2 separate regions of the Mus musculus genome follow, and region 2 is linked to region 1. Evidence: chromatin contacts called from public HiCAR-type data. All regions are on one chromosome and are shown on one strand. Each heading gives the region's core, a stretch centred on a gene start, on an enhancer-like site or on the middle of the called end of the contact. The rest is flanking DNA. Distances are from core to core; before and after follow the strand shown. Region 1 overlaps Sergef (secretion regulating guanine nucleotide exchange factor). Region 2 overlaps Sergef (secretion regulating guanine nucleotide exchange factor).

Region 1 (2,867 bases), core at 183-2,682:
CATATATCCACAGCACAGCTTTCCAGTACAGACTGATCTTACTGGATGGACTAGAACACTGTAACTCATGGTGATCGTCTGTCGTCGAGTGTGGTGTTGGTTTCGTATGTATGGAAAGGTCTTAAAATGTTCAGACATGAGAAAGGAGTCTTCACACCCAGATGTGTTGACAATGTAGCATGGGAGCCAGGTATCACCAGACAGATCAGATCACGGGAGAGCAACGCTATCACAGAGCTGTTGGGATTCTATGGAAGGCTGCATGCTCCACTTGGAGAAATCTGGGCAAAGGTGGAGATATCTGGGCTCCAGTCTCAGAGACAGTCGTTGACTTCACGTGAAAAAAATAATCATCAGTTGGCAAGGGACAATTAGATGGCTCAGCAGGTAAAGGTACCTTCTCCCAAGCTTGACAACCTGAGATTCATCCCTGAGATCTTCAAGATAGAATGAACCAACTCCAATAATCTGTCTTCTGACCTCCACTCACACGCCTGTGTGCACACATATGCACACACACACCTACGTATACACAGCCATGTACACACAGGTGCATAGACACACCTGTGTGTATACACACACACACACAAACACACACACACACACACATACACACACACACACACACACACGCATATACACCCCCCCCACACACACACACGCATACACACCCGTGCATAGAGTTAAGGCTTCCTGCTCACACATGCAAAGCACTACCCTCCTCCTGACCTCAGAGGAGGATTTTTGAATCGAGGAGTCACGCGATTAGGCCGTCCTTTCAGAAGCCTTAGTGCCTGGAGCTTGGAGGGTGACACTGAGGACTTGGAGGAGGAGAAGGAGGCAGGTGTGAGGGAAGGCGTGGCACTCGCTGCAGAGCCAGAGCTGTGAGCAGCTCAACCTGGGCTAACCCCATCTCTACCCAGCCTGGGTTTATCCAAAGTCTATTTTCACCCCCTCAGTTTCTCACTTCCTCAATTTCTTTGGCTCTAAAGTGGATTGAATGTATTTGTGTATCTCATGAAAGTTTTGTGAACAATAACAGATGTATATATGCAGCACCGGGCACAGCACGGGGCACAGCACGGGGCACAGCATGGGGCACAGCACCGGGCACAACACAGGGCTAGGTAAATGTTTTCTTCCCCTGATGTGCTTCAGGTGTGCTGTTTGTTGTTGTCCCTGTTCCTTATAACCGCCTCAAGAGGAATGATCTCTTTGCTGATTTCTTGCTTAATAGATATGCAATTTGAAACTCCTAGAAAGTAAGAAATGTATCTAACCCTCCATCCGTCACAGCTAACAGGTCAGAGGTTTTTGAAGCCTTTGCCTTCATGCTGGGAGACACAGGCTGCCATCTCTGTCCCTGGCCGTAAGAAGGAGAGTTGAAACTTCTCTTGGTAGCCACTTGCTGGAGGACGTGTGTATTGCTGTGGCGTTCCTTCCCTCTGCCCCCAGCATTTAGTAAACTTCCTGACAATGCCTCCAGTGTCAGCTGTGCTGGGTCAGGCTTTGGTTATGTGGTGGTGGGAGGGTAAAGAAAGAGGGCTGTAAGGACCCTTCCCAAGAGGATAGTGCTGCTGCCTGGTCTCCAGGAACCGAGGCACAAGATACCGCTACGGAGGGAACTGGGTCTGAAGGAAGCAGAGCTGCAGCAGCCTCTTGCTCAGTCGTCCCTAGCACTGCCCCATTGGCTCATCATTTCAGCAGCCTGCACACTCTCCCCGCCTCTCAGCAACCGCCAAATGGATTTCTGGAGCATCTTGCATCCAGGCTTGCTTTCAAGAGGAAAGATGCTCGTTTTCTGCCCAAGCATTGGTTTACTCAAGAAACAACATCCTTGGATGCTAAATGGCCCGGATTAAACATGATAAAACCTTGAAGAACTTGAAGACCAGGACCCTATGTCTGAGACAGATCCCAGGGAGGAATGGGGGTCTTGCTTTGTGATCATGAGTTGTCTCCCTCCTGAATGAGAAACTCCCTAGGCCCCTTGGTGTTTACTGCATCCTGAAAGGGGGAAACTCTGAAAGATCTATAGAAGAACTACTTTGGGCAGGAATCCTGTCTCAGCTTTCCTGCGAGAAAGTCTGCTTGGTCATGGCCCAGTGGTGAGACTGACAGGCTGTGGCTTTAGAGTCAGACTCACCAAGCTCCACATCCGCACTGCAAAAATAAATAAGTAAATAAGTAAATAAATGGATAGATAGATAAAATAAAAAAGAGTAGCAAAACCTGCTCCTCAGGTCCCATGGACCATTCGATGAGGAAAGCTAGGTGAAGCCATCCAACTGCACATGTGTATTTATCAAGGGCCCATCAGAACTTCTGGCTGTATCTCTGTCTCTGTCTCTATCTGTGGGGGAGCACGGGGGACTGGTGAGAGACATGGATAGTCCCACAGGAATTCAGGAGAGGGTAGCAAATCTAGAAGCTGCAGAGGAAGCCACAGTGCCTCCTAGTCCGGAGTGGGAAGGCTGCAGACTTGGCGGTGTCTCAGCGCGGGAGTCCAGAGAGAGGACTCCCTCTTCTGTGGAAGCTTGTCTTTGATTTACAAGCTTTAGCCAACTGAGTGCGGCCCACCCCGCGAGGAAGGGCAATCCACTTTTCTTAAAGTCAAACGTCTTAAGTGTTAATTAACTACATCTGAAAGATGCCCCTACTGCAGCATCCACCATAGCATCTGTCCAAACAGTGGTCTATACTCGCCAGCCGTGCTGACAAAGAAGTAAGCATTGCACCATGTAGGGGTGAGGGCTCTTGATGAGGGCATTTCCCATCACCTCCTCGCAGCCCCCCTCCTCTGTGACATCCTCGCTGAAGAGTAAAGAAGCAACACTTGCTGCCACCTTGGGCACGGAACTCAGAAG
Region 2 (2,867 bases), core at 261-2,760, 73 kb before region 1:
GTATGACTATTTTGCCTGAATGTATGTATATATGTATGTATGTATGTATGTACATCCTGGGACTGGAGTTAGGGATGCTTGTGAGCCATTGTTTCAGTGCTGGGAACCAAATACAGGTTCTCTGTAAGAGCCACAAGTGACCGTAACACCCAGCCAACTCTAGCTCCATCACCAACCACTCCTGAAATGGATGCCTGGTAGTTAAGCATTGGAAGGTCCAAGGAATCAGGGACTCTCAACATTTACTACAGCAAAAATGATGATGGCAGAAATAGAAGATGTTCATTCAAGAGCAGGAGGAGAGTATGTGTAATCCAGATTCAGGGAGCAGACGTGTCTTTCTGGAACAGACAGGGTTGAGCCCAAGGGATGAGTTGAAATTGCTTCAGTGGGTGGGTGGGTGGGTGGCAGTGGTGGTTGGGGAGTTGTAGGTAAGGTACAAGGAGATACTTTAATGGGGACAGGGCATCGTGTGCTGGCGAGAGCTGTAGCGGAGGAGTAGTCAGCCTAGAATAGTGGTGGTGGGGTGAAGGGACTGTGGCAGTGACCGAGACCAAGTTGAGCAAAGGTTGTGGTAGTGATATCAAATAACGGATTCCGACATGCAGGAAGTGGCTTCATGTAGCCTCTGATGGGTCTGTCAAACCCAGAGCTGTTCTGCCTCACCCTGCCATGTCTCTGCCTCCCTGTCTCCATGTTCTTCCTTCACCTGACACTTGCTTCTTGGCTGGTTCTGCATGCCCAACCACCCTGGCCTGCGCAGTCCTGAGGAGAGAGGCTCAGTGTTCTGTGGTATCCCTTCCACGTGTGCCTCTCAGCATCCCTGCAGTTCATCCTCACTCCTGTCTCAGCAGCAGGGGTACTGGGGACAAGGTGACCTCACAGCCAGAGTTGCCAAGTTGTCTAAAGAAAAGCAAGGAGAGACACACTGCTGCTTTGCATTGCTAGACTAAATTTTTCAACAGAAGGGCAAGAACGGGCTACTCCTTCCTGCCCAGAGAAAACAAGGTCTGGTGTGGGTAACCATACAAGGTGGTGCTGGGAGGACAGGGCTGATGCCCTCAGCCTTTTATGGACTCAAGTGGAGCACTGGCATTGGAGTTGCCCCCACCACCACCCACCAGGGTCCATCCAGCCTCTTCATCTGATGAAGGCTTCGAAATGTCTAGAGTTCACGTGGTTTGCCCAAGGTCACAATAAGCGGGCAGCCAAAAGGGAACCAGAAAGGAAGTCTCTGGCTCTGTTCTTTCATGGGGCCCAGTGACAGTTCATGATTCTTTTTTCTGTTTTTCTTTTTCTTTTGTCATAAGTTTGACAGTTTGACAGTCTGGAGAATAAGACTCACAGTCTGTTTTAACAACAGTCAAGCTCGATATTCCCTGTCGTGCTCCCCCCCCCGTCCCCCCCCCATCCCCCGTCCCCCCCCCCCTCCCGTCCCTCCATAGGAATAGTTTGCCCAAGGTCACAGCGTGAGGGAGGGCAGTGCAGCCTGCAGACCTGAAGTCTAGTCCTTCTCTGCACATTCAGAGGCTCTTCCAGGGCTCTGGATCTAGAGAACTTGGGCTGAAAAGTCTCCTCCTTCAAGTGTCTTACAACCACAGTCGGCTTCACCAGCCCCTACCTCATGCCCCCCCCCCCACCCCCAGCCCCTTCCTCGGTCCTGTCTTTTCCTTGTGTGGCCGTGGAAACTGCGTCAGCTTAATTAGGCTGCTCGGTGCAGTACTTTTCCACTGAGTTTACTAGGAGCCGTGGATTTGTTGTAACAAGCTGCACTGCCGGCTGCAGTATCTGATTGGCATGCCAGGAGCATCACCAGTGAACAGCTAAATAGAGATGGGGAGGAAAGTGGGTCAGGAAGCAGGCCTCACTTGAGCTCGCTCGGTACCTGCAGAGGCTGCGGAAGGCAGCGCAGAGGCGGCAGGTGGCCACAGCATGGCACTGTCTCCCACAGCCTGAGCCTCAGCGCCGAGCACCCTGCCCCCACCAGCTCAATGCTGCAGCTCCCCTCCCCCTCTGCAGGTGCTTGCTCCTGTGGCCAATTTGCCTTCTGCTTCCTCTGTGGATGGACAAAGCTGTTATACCTGACAACCTGGGATGGGGGTGGCTTTTGGCTCAGAAACAATGCCAGAGAAGGGTTCAGTTGGAATCCTTAGCCACTGGCTTTCTAAACCATCAAGGCTTTTGGATTCCCAGGACTAGTACTGTAATGAGCTGGCTAGCTGGGTTTGATAGGGGTACACAGTGGAATATGAGCAGAGGGGCCGGTAGTGTTCCTCCTATTCCCATGTTTCCGCCTGCCCCTTCCTTAACTCTCTCCCTCCTCTCCCCCAATTATGTCACCTTCTTGTGCTGAGCTCCCAGAGAGAGAAGTGAGTGATTACGCCAGAGGGGACTAGGGGAACCTTCTTGAAGGCATCGAGGACTCGGTCAAGAGAAGAAGAGATGGAGGAAAACTGGTCAGAGCTTGCCGTGCAGATCTCAGGACTGCCTTGTGGAGGCCGGTGGCCTCCGTGGTAGCATAGAACTGGAGTCTGTCTCAGAATGGGAGGCTGCCTGGAACCATAAGGATCTGCTATCCACACTGCTCGGTGTAGAGATAGGCAAGCTAAGGCATAGACAGAAAAAGTGGGCCTGCCCTGTGCTGTTAGAACCACATCATGCCTTGTTTCTAATGCCGCTCGCTGGGAGAACATCAAGTCCCCTTTGGCTTTTTAGTCCTGTGTGTGAAGTCAGGAGCTTACCTGATGTTCTTCACCCATAAGCCACACGTTAGGGAAGGAACACTAGGCTCAGTTAACCTAGGGTCTCAGGCTCACTCAAATCCCATTTCTATAATGCTATCCTTCCTCTGCCCCAGTCCAGTACCT

Evidence for each region. HiCAR-type assays count read pairs that join an accessible place to other places.
Region 2: a contact with region 1 is called in a HiCAR-type map of PVALB interneurons, with 1.8 times the contacts expected there. The contact joins two enhancer-like sites. A contact is called at or near these places in 2 of 484 Hi-C or Micro-C datasets (B cells and nephron progenitors) and 3 of 115 datasets of contacts at active chromatin or transcription factors (PVALB interneurons, double positive thymocytes and embryonic stem cells).

What each region holds. Positions count from the first base shown.
Region 1 is chr7:46,461,301-46,464,167 of GRCm38.p6, reverse strand. The region is part of intron 10 of Sergef (secretion regulating guanine nucleotide exchange factor); the gene reads left to right. Among named protein-coding and RNA genes, the nearest start is that of Kcnc1, 66 kb to the right of the region's middle. Within about 2 kb of position 1,432, at least 13 of the 459 cell types and tissues checked have an H3K27ac peak or open chromatin away from gene starts, as enhancers often do. A contact at or near this core is called in PVALB interneurons, where this site is marked.
Region 2 is chr7:46,534,629-46,537,495 of GRCm38.p6, reverse strand. All of the region lies in intron 9 of Sergef (secretion regulating guanine nucleotide exchange factor), which reads left to right. Among named protein-coding and RNA genes, the nearest start is that of Sergef, 100 kb to the left of the region's middle. Within about 2 kb of position 1,510, at least 48 of the 459 cell types and tissues checked have an H3K27ac peak or open chromatin away from gene starts, as enhancers often do. A contact at or near this core is called in PVALB interneurons, where this site is marked.